4 separate regions of the Mus musculus genome follow, and all the other regions are linked to region 1. A link is a contact called in public HiChIP or PLAC-seq and promoter capture Hi-C data. All regions are on one chromosome and are shown on one strand. The core of a region is the stretch at or near the end of the contact, and the rest is flanking DNA. Distances in the headings are between cores, read along the strand shown.

The links. Promoter capture Hi-C pulls out the DNA fragments that hold promoters and counts their contacts. HiChIP or PLAC-seq counts read pairs in DNA pulled down with a chosen protein or histone mark.
Region 2: an H3K27ac HiChIP or PLAC-seq map of stem cell-derived neural progenitor cells shows a contact between it and region 1, with 16 times the contacts expected there. The contact joins the enhancer-like site here to the promoter of Pacrg in region 1. A contact is called at or near these places in 8 of 39 promoter capture datasets (the 3T3-L1 cell line, cranial neural crest, frontonasal cranial neural crest and 5 more), 1 of 484 Hi-C or Micro-C datasets (cerebellum) and 4 of 115 datasets of contacts at active chromatin or transcription factors (SST interneurons, astrocytes, oligodendrocyte precursor cells and 1 more).
Region 3: a contact with region 1 is called in a promoter capture Hi-C map of hippocampal neurons, with 4 times the contacts expected there. The contact joins the enhancer-like site here to the promoter of Pacrg in region 1. A contact is called at or near these places in 3 of 39 promoter capture datasets (cranial neural crest, hippocampal neurons and liver) and 3 of 115 datasets of contacts at active chromatin or transcription factors (SST interneurons, embryonic forebrain and embryonic stem cells).
Region 4: a contact with region 1 is called in a promoter capture Hi-C map of liver, with 3 times the contacts expected there. The contact joins the promoter of Map3k4 here to the promoter of Pacrg in region 1. A contact is called at or near these places in 1 of 39 promoter capture datasets (liver), 1 of 484 Hi-C or Micro-C datasets (muscle stem cells), 1 of 115 datasets of contacts at active chromatin or transcription factors (astrocytes) and 1 of 9 other capture datasets (adipose tissue).

Annotation. Positions count from the first base shown.
Region 1 is chr17:10,837,009-10,841,663 of GRCm38.p6, reverse strand. Pacrg (PARK2 co-regulated) reads left to right here and starts at 1,473. Exons shown (of 5, transcript NM_027032.2): 1 at 1,473-1,903. The coding sequence starts at 1,796. It overlaps Prkn (parkin RBR E3 ubiquitin protein ligase), which reads right to left and starts at 1,305. Exons shown (of 12, transcript NM_016694.4): 1 at 1,175-1,305. The coding sequence starts at 1,181.
Region 2 is chr17:9,029,106-9,033,660 of GRCm38.p6, reverse strand. No RefSeq gene overlaps it. Among named protein-coding and RNA genes, the nearest start is that of 1700010I14Rik, 43 kb to the right of the region's middle. Within about 2 kb of position 2,035, at least 64 of the 459 cell types and tissues checked have an H3K27ac peak or open chromatin away from gene starts, as enhancers often do. A contact at or near this core is called in SST interneurons, astrocytes, cerebellum and 4 more, where this site is marked.
Region 3 is chr17:11,899,054-11,903,832 of GRCm38.p6, reverse strand. The region is part of intron 9 of Prkn (parkin RBR E3 ubiquitin protein ligase); the gene reads right to left. Among named protein-coding and RNA genes, the nearest start is that of D17Ertd648e, 18 kb to the right of the region's middle. Within about 2 kb of position 3,287, at least 4 of the 459 cell types and tissues checked have an H3K27ac peak or open chromatin away from gene starts, as enhancers often do. A contact at or near this core is called in hippocampal neurons, where this site is marked.
Region 4 is chr17:12,316,599-12,320,925 of GRCm38.p6, reverse strand. Map3k4 (mitogen-activated protein kinase kinase kinase 4) reads left to right here and starts at 2,266. Exons shown (of 27, transcript NM_011948.2): 1 at 2,266-2,428. The coding sequence starts at 2,298. It overlaps 4732491K20Rik (RIKEN cDNA 4732491K20 gene), which reads right to left and starts at 2,073. Exons shown (of 2, transcript NR_045290.1): 1 at 1,754-2,073.

The DNA.
Region 1 (4,655 bases), core at 224-2,723:
TCTTAAGTAAATGTCACTTAAAAGCTTAGTGCCATTCATAAAAATGTATACTTTTTTTCTTAATTTAACAAGTTTCCAATTCATTCATCCAAAATACACACTGCCCTATGGAGGGAAGAAGCAGCTAGACACCATGAGCGTGCACCTCTGCTTCCAGGAGCATCTTAGCTGCCTAGCATGACTCTCAAGAGGAAGAGAGGAGGGCTGCACACTTGTAACATTACTTTTATGAGTTAAAACAGACTCGGCTACTTTCACCGTGTAACGCATTTACTTCATAAATGCACCTCTCATCCATCTTCTAGACACATCTCAAATAGACCGACTTCAGATGTGCTTAGTGCGATACCTGTCAGGCATATATCACAAACAAGTTCACTACATCTTCAGAACATCACTTGGATGGGGGCGGCGAGTCTACAGTAACGAAACCTCCAAACGGGAATGTGCGCTAAATTATGCATTTATTTCTACTTATCCCGGAGGAGAACCCAAAACGTGGCTTCACATATAACATCTCTGTCAGGGAGGTCCTTTCCAATCTGCCTACTTCACACTGCTTAGAACAACCCTAGTGGCCACTTCCAAAGCTGCACTGGTCAAACTGCACCCAGTCACAAACTGTAGTGGGGGAAAAAGCCATCTTTGCAGTTATCTACTCGGCTAGTCTTTCGTCTCAGATCTCCGAGGACACATTTAAAAAGACAGAACTGAGGTGCGATCTCCACGAGGCAGATGCTTTCCTGAGATTTTCTTTAAGTCCTAGGGTGTGTGAACTCGCCCTGAAGTGAAGGACAGCTTGACCGAAACAGACCTGGGCTGGTCACCCCGTGGAGCGGCAGGGCGAGCCCCGCCGTCGGGGGTCGCAGTGGAGCACGCGGGTGTCCGTGGGGATACAGTCTTCAGCGAGCTAACCTTGGCTAAGGCAGGTTGGAAACTCATACCTAATGCTCTAGCACACACCGGACCAGGCTATGGGCGGGGGGGGGGGGGGGGGCGGGCCGAGGAAGCCCACAGAGCGGACGGAGCGCGGCACGCACGCCTCCGCCGTGACACTGACAGGTGGCTCGGGTCGGCCCCCGAGGATCCCACTCGGACCCGTGGGGTGTGACGTGGTGCCACACACGGACGCGGGGCGGCGCGGAGAGATTGTACCTGGCAGGCACCCACGTACCTATCATGGTCACCGGGCGGGTGGTGGCTGCGGGTCGAGAAGGACCTACGCGGGCACTGGCGCCCGCCCGAGCCTCCCACCAGCGTTTCTGTCAGGTTTAGTCATCCAGGCCTCCTCCCCCTTCCCCTCGCGAGCCAGGCGGGCGCAGTGCGCACGCGCAACCACCCGCCCCTAGCGCGAAGCCTGCTGGGAGGCGTAGTTTTAACCCGTAAGATTCGCCTCCGGCAGCTGCAACTGTCTTCGCTGGTAACCTTTTCCGGAAACGCTCGTCACGGAGGGGCGGGACTAGCGTCTCCTAATGTTGACTAATCGCTTAGCAACCGGGAGGCTTACACCTTTGGAAGCTCTTAGAGACTCTAGCCTCGGATCCCAGCCCTCTTCCCGCCCCTCTCCTCCCCTAAACTCCCTCCACCTTGGTGCTGCCAAACATCTGGATCTCCCTGGGCAGCACGAGGGGTTGAATTTCTACCACTAGAGCCTTTTAGAGTGTTTTCCCGACCCCCTGCTCACTTCTGTAAAAGCCACTGGTTTTTCTTCCACACCTCTGATAAGAACAAGACGTTTTCTAGGAAGAATGTGGTAGAAAAAGAGACCCTGACCTTAAACAAATGCCCAGACAAGATGCCGAAGAGGACTAAACTGCTGCCACAACAGACGTTCCAGGTGCACCAGCCTCGTTCCCTGGTTTCTGAGGGCTTCACAGTCAAAGCCATGATGAAAAACTCAGTCGTAAGTGATCTTCCTCGATTGAACGCACTTGCTCCGAATCAGGGGACATGTGGTTGTAGAGGATGACAAGCCCTGGGTCCTGGTACTGTTTACCAGAACTGGCAATGACTCGGTCAGTAGCAGACTCTGCCCGACAGTGTGCAGAGATGTAGGCTAGGTGGTTAAAGAACCTTTGGGGCAGGCGATGTACTGAGTTAGCGTATAAGCACCTTCTTGAGCAAGTGTGCTTTCTCCACTACCCCAAATTACACTTAAGCTGTTTCACTGGTAAGGGGGAAAAAAATCCTTATCTTTATTGTAAACTTAGTCCACTCAGTACAAGACCTTCTGGAGTGAATGCTCTTAGAAGTCATAGGCTTTCAAAATTTAACACGAACCAGTATGAGACACATAAACTCATCAGTAATATATACTAATTTATCTCATCTGGGACATTTTAGAATGCCTTAGCATTTACTCAGCAACATTCTGACAAAAAAAAAGGTATTAACCTGTTAAAGTATTCAAAAATTACTTATGTGAAGACTGGTTCCTGATAGGCCTTTTAAATACATTTTAAACAATATAAGCTCTATTTCAAGTGTCTCTAATAATACAAGCCCTATTTCATTTTTATGAGTTGTGATAATACAAATAAAATATTCTTAACACGAATAGGGGAAAATATTCAAAGGCACACAAACGGTTTAGCTATATGCCTAATACTGCTTTTCAATCTTCTTGTTTATTAAATACCATATGATTTGGTATGCTAAACCATGTTTGTCTACTGAGTGGGCACCTGTTTAGGAGTGTGAGAGATTTAATACTAAATGTAGTTTTCAATTTTGTACAATTTACACCCTGAGAGGATCTTATTATACAGCAATTCAATATATTAGCTTAATAGTGTTCTTCGTTGTCCCACTATATTTCTACTTATATATTGCAAATCTTATACATACCACTTAGAGGACACAAATGAAGTAGATTACCTGTAGACTTCCAGCTTGGATTCCTATGTTGCTATTGTATATTGGTTGATCTATAGTAGTTATAGAGTGTAAAAGCAAACTGCAGAGTTACAGGAAACAGAAAAGGTGCATCTCTATTCAGTCCTTAACAGTTCACCACCTGTGAGTTCTCGGATGTACTTTTTGTCACATTATAAAGTATCTCTCTCCCTCTGAAAGTCTACTTCTCTTCAGAGCGTATATACCAACATTCATCTTTTAAATTGCAACCAAGTGTCCCAAAAGCCAACTCCAAACTACTTCTCAGGAGTTTCAGCCACCTTCCCTTCCCTCTGTAAGACTCCATTTCAGTGGGCAATGTCTTTTCAATGTCCTTCCAAGAAAAACACATGGAATCTATCCTAGGAAGTATGGAAATTGTTTATGAAATGATGATAAATGTAAACATTTATTATTTGTGAACTAATTTCTTAAAAATCCAGGGACAAGTAGTCCTAAGCAATGAGTGGTTGTTACATCAGCATGAACTTTTGGTTTGGTCTCAGTAAAAGTGAGCAACCACAAAAGTCGTCAATCAGAGAATATTTAAACTCATATTGATACAGTGTTTTCCATTAAAAGTTGAAAGGAGTTGTATAATTTGAGATTTGCAGATTGTTTACCTTCTTAGAGTATGATGAAAAAGTCCATGACCAAAAACCAGTTAATGAGTATTCATTCCCTCTGTCAGCAAAAAACCTTTATGGCTTATACAAACCTCATCAAAAAGCAAGATAGGTCAGGCATTGTGAAGCATGCCACAACTTCATGCTCAGAAGGTAGAGCCTCCTTGAAGATATCCTGGGCTACACAAGAACAAAGGAAACTACCCTCCATATGAAGGCCCTGACTCAAAGACACACACACACAGACACACACACAGACACACACACACAGACACACACACAGACACACACACACACACACACACACACACACACACACACACACACACACACAGCAAGTTAGAATATGGATCCAAGGCTGTGGAGATCTCACTTGTAGGCCCTGATTCCAGGCCCTTCAGAAAACAGGCTAAGAAAGCTGTAGAGTTTCAAAAAGACACAATCTCCAAGATAGACATTACCTGCCAAAACGGCACAGTGATGAGGACGTTGCTTACTTCGCTGAGCCCCAGAAACTCCTCTCACGCTGCTGCTTTAGTCCATGTCTAAGCTTAGGTTTGAAGGCATAATTAGTTGAAAGAGAGGCTGAGATGGGCTGTAACTGATAGCTCTGTGACTAGCTCAAACTTGCAATCTTTTATTACTGTGATAGCAGGGTGATGGGACAATGGGGATCATTAGAGGTCCTGAGCTGAAGCTGGTGCATTATGGTGAAGAAAAGCATAAAGACAAGTAAAAGATTCAGGATGCAAATGGTTAAGCATCGGTGGCTAGGACGGCAAACACTCCTTCAGTGCGGTGCAAGTAGTGAAGATGGTGGATTTGGATGGGGGCCCTCATCACCCCCACACCTCAGGAATGTAAGGTCTCCCAAGCTGTTCTCTACCTGTCAATCATCAGTACAGCTAGACCAAACTTTCCAGGACAAAGTTTCTCTGTTTACACAATGTGAATATTTGGGAGCTATGAAAACAAAACAAAAAACCACATTCCACAGAGCCAGCCACAATTCTTAGATAATTTCATGCATTTATACAACATATCTTGATCATATTCAACCCAAATCCTGCCTCCCTCTCTCCCTAAATCCTGCCCCTCCTACCTTCATGTCCTCCTGTTTTGTTTTTCATAACC
Region 2 (4,555 bases), core at 786-3,285, 1.8 Mb after region 1:
CTCTGATAAGAAAGAAAACAAGCTGAACACAACAGAGTGGATCTTCCAGATGTACACTCCGAAGCTTCGGCTGTACATCCTTATCATTGATCAAGTTCTATGGGGCTTCCCTCCCCTCTCCTCCCTTCCCTTCTCTTCCCCTTCCCCTCCTCTTCTGACTTTCCTTCTCCTCTTCCCTCCCCACTCCCCTCCTCTACATTCCCCTCCCTTTTTCCCTTCCCTTTTCTTCTCCTTTCCCCCTCCCCCTCCTCGCTCATCTTCCCTTCTTCTCTTCTTTCCCCTATCCTCTTTTCCCCTCTTCTCCTCTTCCCTCCCCACTCCCCTCCTCTACATTCCCCTCCCTTTTCCCCTCCCCTCTCCTCTCCTTTCTCCCTCTCCCCTTTCCATTTTCCTTCCCTCCTCTTCCCTCCCCTCTCCTCTCCTCCCCCTCCTCGCTCATCTTCCCTTCTTCTCTTCCTTCCCCTATCCTCTTTTCCCCTCTTCTCCTCTGCCCTCCCCCTCTCCTTTTCTCCTCCCCTCCTCTTTTCTCCCCTCCCATCCTCTCCTCCCCTCTATTCTTTTCTCCACCCCTCTCCCCCTCATTTCTCCCATTCCTCCCTTCTGTCCAGCCCTATTCCTTTCATACCTATTCCCATACTTTCTAGTCCCTACAAACAAAAAGTACACCCCTGTGGCGAAGCTAGCTTCCATGGTCAGATCACTGCTCTACAGCTGCCCCACACTGAGGCCCATGTTCTGTTCTAGTTCCCTGAAACCACAGTGATTTTGGGGAAGGAGGATGAAATAAAACCCTACCCACTGCTCATACTCAGTATGTAGGGAAGAAACAGGCTCTGCAAAGATTGCTGAGCAAAATCCCTGCTGAGATAGTTGAGAGTCAGTGCAAAGAAATGGTAGTTTAAATCCACAACAGGGGGGTGCCAGACTGTCCTTGCCTGAGGCTTTTCTGGTCAGAGGACTGTGCCTGCCCACTCTATGTACTGTTTAAGCACCCACCCCACCCCCAGATCCTCTTTGTAGATTAGCCAGCCCTATGGTAGCTCAGCTTGTCTTTGTTCAATCTAAACCTCAAGCTTGTCTGAAATCTTACAAGATAGGTGGAAATCAGAATGGGACACGGGCTGTGGGTGGCTTTGGCAGTACGCGTCTCTATTAAGTAGACTCAATTTAGTACTGGGTAAAGGGAAAGACGAAATTAGAATCGTGGTTGGCAGAAATAGTCTCCATCTGGCACTGTAATTACACACTGTCTTGACCTGAGCAATCTTTGCTGTTCCAAATGCTGTTTCCTTTGGAAAGCAAATTTTAAAAGACGCTGTAAACCACAGGTTAGGAAATACATGGTTCCAAATATCCACCACACCTTTTAGACAAGGGAGTCGTATCCTGCTTCTCTATTATGGCTCTGTCTTTTATAATTAAATGAACTCTCTAGTCACCCGATGAATGTCACCTCTTTACAGCGGGATAAACAGAAGAGATCTCCGGGTCTATTTTCGCCAGTGACATCAGACACTATTTCGATGGGGCTATGACTCAGTATCCTCCTTGGCGCCCTCACTCCTGAAGTTCTTTTAAGGGTGAGCCTGGGTTGCTGCCGGCATGCGGCATTTTCAGAGCCTCATGGAGCTCTTTATATCAACCCTTGACTTCACCTTCAATGCCAACAGGAAATTGTATATGGCTCTAATCTCCCCAGTAGAGCTCTGCCAGAAAGCCGGGTTCTGTGCGGTATAATGGCGCCACCTACTGGTCACACGTGTCCTCCTTTAGCCTGCCTCCGTTTTGTTTTTTTGGTGTTCTGTTTCCGTATTCTGATGTGTCTGTCCTCAGAGACTTTGTTTTTAGCTTTTCTACTTCGCAGCTGCAGCAAGCTGGACTGATAAGCAAACGATATCACCACCTGATCGTCTGTTCTATAGGTCCTAAGATCTTACCGCTGACGGGGGAAGTCATGGACAGACACCAGCTTGACTTGATGACTCTGTCCTTGAACCCAAGCAGCCTGATAATCCAGCCTGATGATCCGGGCCGAGCCTCACTTCCCTTGCCTCAGCCAAGCGGCCGTGCAAACCTTCACTAGACCCCAAACGCCCTTCCTACTCCCTCAACGGGCACCTGCTCTCCTAGGCATCCACACAAATGGATTGCTTTTAAACAGAAAATGACACTGACTGTCACTAGACGTAACAAGTGCCTTATGTACATTTCATTGGAAGCACAAGCTGAAATTAGCCTGTCAGAATCTTACTTTTCTGGATGCCAGTGTGTCGTGTGGCAGAATTAGCTCAAGAGAATAAAGAGCAGGCTTGCCTGTCAGAGAGCTTCTCTCCACAATTCTCTTGCTTTGTGTGCCTGGCTTAATTCAAATGCTTTTTTCATGCTTGAAGGGGTAGGTGTGTGTGTGTGCGTGTGTGTGTATGTGTGTGTGTGTGTGTGTGTGTGTGTGTGTGTGTGTGTGTGTGTGTGTGTGTGTGTGTGTGTGTGTGTGTCTGTGTGTGTGTGTGTGTGTGTGTGTGTGTGTGTGTGTGTGTGTGTGTGTGTGTGTGTGTGTGTGTGTGTGTGTGTGTGTGTGTGTGTGTGTGTGTGTGTGTGTGTGTGTGTGTGTGTGTGTGTGTGTGTGTGTGTGTGTGTGTGTGTGTGTGTGTGTGTGTGTGTGTGTGTGTGTGTGTGTGTGTGTGTGTGTGTGTGTGTGTGTGTGTGTGTGTGTGTGTGTGTGTGTGTGTGTGTGTGTGTGTGTGTGTGTGTGTGTGTGTGTGTGTGTGTGTGTGTGTGTGTGTGTGTGTGTGTGTGTGTGTGTGTGTGTGTGTGTGTGTGTGTGTGTGTGTGTGTGTGTGTGTGTATATGTGTGTGTGTGTGTGTGTGTGTGTGTGTGTGTGTGTTACCCTTCTAAACTTCGAAATTATCACTGCATGAGTGTGTGTGGTGGGGGGGGGTGTTGGGGTGAAATTGCCATTTCCTATAAGGTCCCAATGCTTTTTCCCCCTTTTACTTTATCTCTGCAAATGAGAATTTATCAAAGGCTAAGCCTTAGTCTTTTGTGATAAAAAAAAAAAAAAAAAAAAAACCTAACAAAGTATGCCGGTGGGGGGAAAAAAAATATGTAAAATTCACATTGCTGCTGGAAAGATCAAAGCTTAAGGATGCTGCCCAGAATGACTGATTTCCCGTCAGCTCCGAGGCTTCAGGACACCAGCGAGCTCTTCTGTGAAAGCAAGGTGTTAGAAGCAGGTGTCTGAGATGCTTAGGGCTGTTAGAGGTCTCACTGGTCTCTCTGGTATGTTGCCCCCTTCTGGCAAAGGGCAGCTTATAATCTGATCCTTCAGAGAACAGCTTCAATGCATACTACTCACATGAACAGCCGCTACAGACCTAACACCACACAGATGAGAGTGTTACAAACTGAGATTGTTCCAGAATTGATGCTCAAGTTGAGTGAGTCCACTTTCTGCCAAGTAAAGGAACACCAGAGAAACTTAAAAAAAAAAAAAAAAAAAAAAAAAAAAAAAAAACAGAAACAAGGGTTGTTTGTGTTTGTAGTTACACGCCTGGCTTTTGGGAAATAGTGGTTGACTCTATCCTTGTTGCCTGTGTTGAGGAATAACATCAATGGTGGAAAGTTCTCTTCAAGGACATGTCCCCAGTGAACTCATTTCCTTCCATGGGGCCCACATCTTAAAGGTCCCATCATCTGCCCATCAGATAGGGACCAAAGATTGCAGTGTGGGGATGTTGTCTCAGCCCAGATTTTAAACTACAGCCAATGAAGCTGCCACAAGTCCTTGTGAGCAAGTCTTCAGATGTATACGCTTTCACTTTCTTGAGTAAAAACTAAGAACACCAGGTAGACATTGTGGATACATTTCTGGATCACATGAGAGGCACACATGGAAGATACTGCAGAGGCTCACCACCCCTTCTGTAGCGTCGGGTGGTGATTCAGTCTCATGACTCCTGGGTTACAGAGCTTGGCATCCTGGACCCTTTGTGTGCTCTTCAGCACCGTGCAACCCACTCTTTGATGGACTTTGCCAGGAGGTGCCTTTCTGTGATCATTCACCTGCATTCCTCACAGTGCCGGCTATTGTTGGATGTGCTTGTACCGTGTGGTTCCATTGATCTGCCCTCAGTGAGAAACCATAGTCCCTCATAAGGAGCAGGTCCAGCTTCCCAATCCTGACTTGCCGTTATTGTGCACAGGAAGACCAACATGAGAGCTTTCTCACCAATCTCCATTATTTCCTTGTAGAGCATAAACCATGCACTTTACAATCAATTGCTCATAAGAAGATGCCTTTTGGTAAAACATTAACCAAAATTAATCTTTAGTTTTATGCCCAAATGCATCTGTGGAAAGAAACTTTTCATACATCTATTTGTTTACCAAAGATATGTTTTCCTCTGAGAAACATTTTCTTAGGAACATTGGTCTAAAATTAACAAATACTTCCTTCAAATCATTTGATAAAATAATTAACTCCTCTATCACCTTTACTTTTAAAAACTTTTTACAAAGTATTTAAAGTATAATCACCTAGAAGTTAGAGAGTTTTAA
Region 3 (4,779 bases), core at 2,038-4,537, 1.1 Mb before region 1:
AGCAGCTCTCGAATGCATTATCAGTACCGTTGCTGGTATTGTCCATCCTGTGCCATGCTCTGCTTAAGTTTTTCACATAGGATAATTTACTGGATCCTCACCCCTTGAGAGAGGCACTAGATGGTCTCCATTTCATCAGTGAGAGAAATCAGTTGAGTTGGTGTTAAACTGGTTGAGAGCAGTGCCCTTTATGCTCACGAACACCTTTTTGAGTCTTTAAAAACCAACACAAGGAGACTGTTTTTGTGAGTCAAGGTAATTGATGGAAGAGGACCACTTCTCACAAAGCTGATAAAGTAGGTGAAGTTCTTGAGGCCCCAAGAGGCTTTCTACTTTTTGTCCTCCCAACCAGCATCTATCGGCCCTAGAATCCTCCTCCACGGCAAAGCCTGGACAGTTATTTATGCTCATTGATTTGTTGGTTTGGGGTAGCTAGAGTTCCCTTAAAGATGAGGCCAGGAATAGAGAAGGCATAAAGAAACACAGGGTTGGAAAGCAGAGAAGGCCAGATGGTCCTGAAATCATCCTGACTGGAGGAATGAATTCTGAAGAAAAACACATGCCCTCTCTTTGGCTGTCAAATGGAATCTCATACTGGGAGAAAGGGGAAAACTGAAGTCCCAGCGTCAGCCTGATGGGGGAGCTTGTCTTCCAGGAAGAGACTGCGTAGAGCTGACAGCTTGCGGGAGAGACTAGTCTAGACAGTAGTGACATCAGTGATTGCTGGGACCACGCCTTGACCAGCATTTAGTTATGTGCACCTTTTGCCCTCTGTTTGCATCTAAACTGCCCGCCAGCATCCTAGGAGATGGACTGGGGATCGCTAGAACTCTTCACATCCTTCTTCCCCGTGTGGCTCTGTTAACTAAATCTACTCTGCTTTTCAGTATTACTTGCATGGTAGTCAAGCCTGGCTTATTGGGGCTGCTGGGGTCCAGGTGTTGACCCTCAAACACTTCAATAGACCTGATGTAGTGTGTACTACACCAGCAATAACAGGGTGCTGGTGAAGGGGTTGCTTGGTCCAGGTGTCTGCCTAGGATGAATGCGTGGGAAGGACAGGTATGTGATAGTTTTGAGTGGGTGCCCTGGAAAGGAGGAATCCAGATTTAAAACCTCTACAGCTTAGTGGAAATGAAGCCTGTGGGTGTCACTGCTTGGTCTTAGGCCAGCCTTTCCCTAGTTTAATTTTGGGTGTTTCTGGTAAGCATTGAGTCAGGTTGGATCAAACATTAAGCCTGTGCTTGATAAAGAAACTTCTCAATACATTGATAGTGGGTGGACATTAATTAATGGAGCCATGACTTTGAGGGTGACATGGCTTCCAGCCTAAGGCAAGCAGCATTGGTGAAGTCAAATGCAAATGGGAGTCCGTGGTCAGAGAAGGTCATGGGATACAGGCATTGCTTATATTAGACTTGTTATAGGGGTGGTAGAGTAGGTGTGCATCCGGCCAATGTCACAGCACAGAACAGCAGAGCTCTGAGTAATTTGTGGGTGTCATTCCAGACACTTCCATGTTTTTTGAACAATACATATATGTCCTTTACACAGTAGCCACTGCTCACACAGTTAATTTTTTTTTTTTCTGCTCAATCTGCTGTGCTCTTTTGCAGGCTTCTTTAGCTTATTCTCAAACAGGACAAATGGCGTAAGACCATCTTCCATTCTAGATAAACTCTGCCATTGCTGCTTGGGGCTTCCCCTGTCATCTTTCGAAGCTGCAGTGACTTCTAGGGACACAAGCTTTTAATTACTTGTCCTCCCATGGCAGAAGTGATGTGGGATCAACTAACAGGGCTGGAATTGGAGCTTTTGGGTACTGGGGCTTGGTTCTTCCACTAAGCTCGGGCCCAGCATGTGCTGTGAAGACCACTGCTCTACTATGAAGGTCATAGGCAGAAGCAGTCTGGCCTGCACTTGTTTTTTTGTTTTTTTTTTAAAGGTTAGAAACATCATTCACAGCACCACAGGGTGGCCTCTATGCAATGCTGGCAGCTGTGAGGGTTCTTTCCCAACCTTCTGTTAGGAATCCTGACAATGATGATGACCTCGGGAGCCAGGCTCCCTTCTTACCCTGCAAGTCATGACCCCCTTGGCCTGTTTGCAGCAGCCTGGGGCCTGTGGAGCCAGCCTCACTCTTCCTCTTCATCCTTCATCTGGAATTTTAACCTGGATGTAGAATTTGTTGCTGTGTTGGTATATCTACTTGTGTAGCACGAAGGAAGGTATTAATATACCTTGAAAGCCATATCAGTGACATGGTGTGGGAATAGGAGATAAGATTATTTTCAGGTCTGTAACCACACAGTATGCAAAGATAGAGGCTTCAAGACGTAGCCCAAAGAGTCTCGAGGGCTGGAGGAATGGGCACGTGTGTCTGTAAGAGACTTAATGAGGAGAGCGTTGGGAAGTGTGGCTTTTTTGAAGACTAGTCCTCACTGTTTAGACTTGTCTGTCTGTCTGTCTGTCTCTCTCCCTCTCCCCCTCGCCCCCTTCTGCCCTCGATCCCAGGAGGTCACTGGCACTAGAGCTCAGAAATATGGGAACTTGTCTTTGCCTGCTTATCCTAATGACTGCTGCCATCATGGCTTGGGGCCTTTTCCATGGTTCATTTCAGTGCTATCAAGATCCAAGGAGGTAATTTTTAATTTTAATCAAGAAACTGAAGCCAAAGGGGAGGGGAGAGAGGGAGTCACTATAAAGGCTATATGTGGAGCTGTCCTCCCAGTGTAGAGGGGAGGACCATTCTTTGGTTTCTTTGAACTTCTAGCTCTGTCAACCTAAGGAAGCAGGCCTGTTTAGGCGTGGATGGTTTTGCCAAGGCATCTTTCTGCTTGACATTGGCATTTGAAAGCTCACTCATCTCCTGGGAATGGGTTGGTCCAGCTCCTCTCAAAGGAATTTAAAGCATTGGCCATCAGCTTTGACTCAAGTGTCTAGGCAAAACCATTAAGTCATACCATTAAGCAGAATGGCCAGGCAGGGGGCAGTGATGCACAGACTCATACTGGATGGAGGTTTCTTGGTTGAGCTATTAGGAATGGCCATTCGACCTCTTACTGCTCAGTGTAACCCCTCCCAGCATTTGGTAAACTATAGCTGAATAGTAAGTGCCGACACCCCCTCCCTCACAGGCCCCCCAGAAGCACTGTGACTTACTTTTTCATCTTTGCATGCCGATGTATGAGACAGGTCCTGGTTTATAATAAGGGTTCAACAATAGTAGATGATATAAATGACCTACCTTTCAACACAAGGGAATGTCTTCTGTATTATTATTTCGGGGAGTGAAGTTTTGATCCAATGTATCCATGGCAACGCTTCGCTAATAGAAGCACTGTACATGTTGGGCTTAAAAGCTGGATCTTTTTTTTTTTTTTAAGTGCCGTGATAGACTAATAACTGTTAGTTTGCAATCACAGACAACAAAAGAAATGATTGCACGACTGTCTGAGAGTCCAGGTGTTAATTCAGCACCACAGAATGTGTGTGTGCCCGCACTTTACAGGTGTGTTCTTGCTTTGGAATTCACTGGGATCAGATTCAGGGCCTTCTATAATTCTCCAGAGTCAGAGGAATGGATATCGACTCAAAAGGCCACCCAGCGCGAGCCTCTGCCTCAGGCAGGGCAGGAGATAAAATGCCCGAGGACCTGCTATCCTTTCCAAGCCTGTCTCAAGGAGAATAGAGATGAGCACTCTCTACTCAGGCTGTGCTTCTCCAGAGGGAGAGCCCTTATGGTCCGATTTTACATGATGATGCATTCTCCCCGGCTACATTGTATAACCACTTCCATTTGCTCGGTCCTCAGTAGAGCAAGACGTCAGTTGGCACCACGCACAGAATGACCTTCAGTGCCCGGGGCAAGTCCACTTGGACTCTCTTTCCCAGCCTCAGTAAGAACAGTCCTTAAGCATATTCTCACGACTGGCTTTGTAAGCATCTCTCCTTGCAGGCATTTTTGTCTCTTTTAGTTGAAGCATTTCTGATTCATCCATATCCCACTTACTTTTTTTGTCTTAAAATTAAACACCAGGGTAACTCAGAACTGACCACAGCTAAGAATAGGGGTAGTCCAGATAGTATCTCAGGAACATGTCACATTATTTGTTTTAAGTAACAAGAGATACAGAATGCTAGTGTAGCCTGCCTTTAGGCATCTCTATCTTCCAGATCTTTCTCAGCAGAACTTGCTCTAGCCTGTGATGGCTGGGATGATAGGAGTGTACCAGCACACCTGGTTTATATACTACAGTGGCTCAAACCCAGGACCTCATGTATGCTAACCAGGCACTCTACAACTGAGCTACATCTCTAGTCCCACATAACATAAGAATTATATTTCTGATGAGAATGGCCCGCGCTGCCACCTGAGTCCATGACTGCCTCCGAGGGCCTTGTTTGGTTCTGTGGTTCTACTTCAGCCAGGGGCTGTGTTCATGGCTTGTGCTATTGTGGAAACCATATGGAAGCCCATTATCCAAGCTCCTGATGACGAGTATAAAGAAGCTACTTTTGCAGTGGTATCGATGACCACAGATGCACAGTTGAGAAAAAAGGACTCAGAAGGCTTCCAATTCCCACTCCACCCCCCCCCAAACATAACAACCTTCAAAGGAGGCCATCAAAGAGAACTCTTTTTTGTTTTTGTTTTTTGTTTCTGCTTTTGTTTTTCGAGACAGGGTTTCTCTGTGTAGCCCTGGCTGTCCTGGAACTCACTCTGTAGACCAGGCTGGCCTCAAACTCAGAAATCCACCTGCCTCTGTCGCCCAAGTG
Region 4 (4,327 bases), core at 1,017-3,516, 1.5 Mb before region 1:
TCTTTCTTTCTTTCTTTCTTTCTTTCTTCCCTTCTTCCTTTCTATGCAGTTTTTATTAATTTTCTAGGATCTTCCCAAAAGAAAAAAATTCAAAGAAACAACCATATCATGATACTTATTACACATTCTAGACAAAGAACCCTAACTCTGTGAAGAAGTGTCAGGAACAATAGGTATCTGAGAGTATATTAAATTCTAGGGGTGCTACTCAGAAAGAGAGAGATGGTGTGGATGTGGGCCTACAGCAAAATAACAATTATTTTGGAGTTTGCTTTTTCAGGTTTACAGAATCTTCAGTTACCAGTCTCCAGTGATCAAGGGCATCTTCCAGCATGGCTCTTCGAGGTGGCCCTTCCCCAAAGAACCTTTACATCCTGTCGCATGCAAGAAGGTAGGCCAGTGGCTCCTTCTGAAGCCATTTAAGAGTGAAGTTAGCAAGGTGACCATTTGCCATGTTCTAAGGTGGCTTGTCTTTAACGCCTCCATAACAGTATTTGCTAGGTTCCTACCATGTATTAAGCCCTGGGCTCCTGACACTTGGTGACTGGGTGACACGTAGGTCCAAAGAATGGTTTCTGCTCCAAAGGAGCCAACAGTCTAGAGGTAAAGAAATGCTCTGAGAGTAAGCGGAGGATGCTGAGGTCTCTGGCCTGGAACCCTGGAGGCACCGGAGAGTGCTGCTGAGAAAGACCATTGTGAATCAGCTAGTCTATCTATGTATGTTGAGGCAAAAAGGCCCTGCACACAAACCGAGTTAGTATCAAGTAATCTAGGTCTCTATGCACATCGAGTGGTACGATGAGATGATGTAAATGTCTTTAGTTCCTTCTAGAATATGCGGTACCCAGTAGACAATGAAGGATAAAAAAAAGTCATGGCTCTTCCTGAGGCTGATTTGTGTTCAGCGTTTTATGAGTGGGAAGCAGTGTGCCCATTGGCTCACTTCCTGGCAGCAGTCAGAGGTTTCCTTATCGACTCTCCTCATATGCAATTTAAGGAGGGCTCAGGTTAGCCCAGTGTAGAGGGAGACGAAACTATCAGAATTACAGAGAGATGGGAAACACTCTGCAGAGCTCTCAGTGAAAATGAATGGGTCTTTAAAATTATTAGGATAGACTGAGTTCATTTCCTTTGAATGCTTCGTTTTGCTTTGTTCTCTCTCCCTCCATTAGGCAACTTCTCACGGCTGCTTCCTTAGTGTCTCCCGAAGTCCTAATGCAATATGTGCACTGAATAGTTGTTGACTGACTGCATGTTGTTGAATTAATGAAAGGGATGTCAACTCAGAAATCCAGCACTGGCAGACATTATAGATAATGTAGTCTACTGTAACAACAGCAAGAGTATGCTCTTTAATTACAGAGACATTTCTGTAACACAGCTGATTTCAGAGTATCTTTATCTTGCTTAGCTCTTAAATCTTACCTTGAAATTTTTTCTTTCAGTCAGTTAAAAAAATTTGTTCAAAATTTATATCTCTACATAGCAAAGCTAAAGAATCATTTTTTTAAAAAAAATCAAACTAAGTGGAAACAAACATATTTGATTCTGAATACGATTTCTGAACTGAATCTGGATTTCAGAAGGCATGATTGCAACTCAAAGGCTGTAAAGCTGCGCAAGCTAAGAATGACTGAAAGATGCTCTGCTATTTCAATTCTTTTAATAACTTCAAATCTTTACAACTTCTTTATCCCTTTCTTTCTTCTTTAGTGTAGCAACTGTGCAAGTTTCTGAAAAAGCACTTTCTAACCTTGGGATCCTGGGTGAGGACGGCGTCCTCTGCTGCCTGATTGGTGTGTCACTCTGATGGTCTGAGTCTGCAGAAGGCCCACACTTCCATGTCAGAGCTGTGGGCGTCTGGGTGACATCATCCTTATTCCGAAAGGCAGAATCCAGTGGCGCAGAGACCTTGAGCTCCAGTTTATGAAGCATTCCTGCTCGCCCAGACAACCCTACCTCTCCAAATGTCTCCTGTGCCCTTAGCCTCAGGACCTCCCGAGGCCACCCGCGGTCACCCAGCGACACCTGATTTACCACTGGCCAGTGCGCTCCTCCCTCCCGCCTCGCCCCGCCCAGGCGGACTCAGCCGCCCGCCGAGGCGTGTCCCTCGCTGCCCGCCGTAGCCCAGCGTTCGGCCGGCCGCCGTTCCCAAGATGGCCGCTGCGCGCACGGCTCCTGCGGCGGGCTAGAGGCGGAGGCGGAGTCGAGTCACTCCCTCACCCCGCGGCTCCTGGTCTTCCCGCACCAGGCTGCAGCTGACGACCCGCCGCGGTCATGCGAAGCTTGGTGCACGGATGAGAGACGCCATCGCCGAGCCGGTGCCCCCTCCTGCCCTCGCCGACACCCCTGCAGCCGCCATGGAGGAGCTGCGGCCAGCACCGCCGCCACAGCCCGAGCCGGATCCGGAGTGCTGCCCAGCGGCGAGGTGAGTGCACGGCTGCAGCTGCAGCTCGGAGGGAGCAGGGTGGCGCGTGAAGGGGGCGTGGGGTCCTCGGCTGCGCGCCAGGTGGGCGCGGAGCATCCGGACCTCCGGTGGCGGGAGGGGCGCGGTGCAGCGCGGAGCCCGGTGCTCCGCTTCCGCGCGACCCCTGCCCGGGCTCGGAGGCCAAGCTCCCGAGCGACCCTGGCCTTTGCAGTAGTGCTCCCCGGGGCCCTGCTGCAGACAGCCCCAGCTTGCCCCGGACTGCCGCTCGGGCTCGGATCAGTGATCGGATGGAAGGAAGGTGGTCCATCTTTCTCCTTTTTCCAGGAAAAGAGAGGCGACGTGCCTCTCGGCAGTTCCTTGCTCCTTCAGCCCTTTGCAGCGCGCCTCCCAGCCTTCTGTCCCCAGGGCGAAGCTTCACGTAACTGCAGACAAGGTTCCTTGTCAGAGATCCTTTTACTGTCTTCTAGCAACAGCCTGATGCAGTGTTGCGCACGAAAATAGCTAAGGGTTTATGTGTGAAACTTTGCTACCGCAGGAAGCTCCAAGATGGAACTTTGGTACCCAGAGTATCTGTTGCATTCTGCTCCGTAGAAGCTCTTTTAACTGCTACGAAGAGTCTCAAGTTTTAATTGGGAGGGTAAACTCACGGTGTCCTGATTTTGTGTTTAAATGCCAGTCCTTTGCATCTCAGGATAAACTTTGACTGCTTCCTGTCCCCTATAGTGAAAACACTCCCACAACTCCTCCTGGCTTAAGGTCTCGCTCTATAACCTCAGGAAGAAGGCAGTTAAATAGCTTTGCTTTTTCCTGCTTGAAGAAATAGCAAATTTATAGTTGTAGCGAGACCCGAACACGGGAGCCATTCACATCCTTGCTTGTCACCACTGGGTTGCCTGAGAGGAATTTTACTTTTTCAAAGCCGTGAGAGCTACTGCATTGTGTTTCTTAATTTCAAGATAGTTCTGTGACATCTTTTGGGGCATTTTCTTTAAGGAATAGTACAGGGTGCTATTAGAAGTCTTTTTTCAGAAAGTTCATAATTTTCTTAATGTATTGAGCTGTTGAGCAATTTTTACTCCTTTAATCGTTATTTTAGAAATAATAAATGTGAGTCCTTACTTAATGCTTAAAATGTTTTATCACGTAGCCATTACTTTTGTTAATTCATTTAATCTTTATAACAGTCTTATGAGTTAATTCTGCTATTCATCTCCTTTATGTAAGAGGAAACTGAGGCAAAAGGTAAATAGCATATATAAAGATTAACAGCTTGTAATGAACAAAAGTCTGGCTGCCTAGTTTGTGCCTTAATTATCACGAGGAAGAGGGATGATTTCATACCCACAGACCCGACATTATAATTCTATGTAACTGTTCTCGGGGGAGAAAATGGACTTGAGCGGTGTTAGGCAGAGGGATAAAAATCTGCTATCAAAACGCTGCTTTCCTATTGATAAACAGCCTTGCCTTCCAGCCAGGAGCCTGTCTCTTTGTTATAATAAAAATAGGTCAGGATAATGGGCCTCATCCAACTTTACGTGAACAGCAGTGTACAGAACAAGGAGATCTTTGAAGTATTTTTCTTAGCAACATTGCAGTTAATTTTACAATAGCAAATGCGTAGAGCAGATTTTTTTTTTCTCTTGGTGAAGCTGCTGCTTTGCCTTTTTGCTGCAGTAATGGACACTGCCTCCTCTTCAGTTGGCAGGGGTGACCTCTGGCACTATTACTGTCCATCTGTGGTAAGCGATGTTGCAGGGAGCTCCAGCTGTTTGTATGTGGTCCACATTCCTACCTATTCACAAGAGGCTCATACATTGCCGTATACATCCCGAATCTGCTCAGTGCCTCCCCCCAACACGCCAGCGACCACTAATCTGTTACCTAGCATTTCCAGGT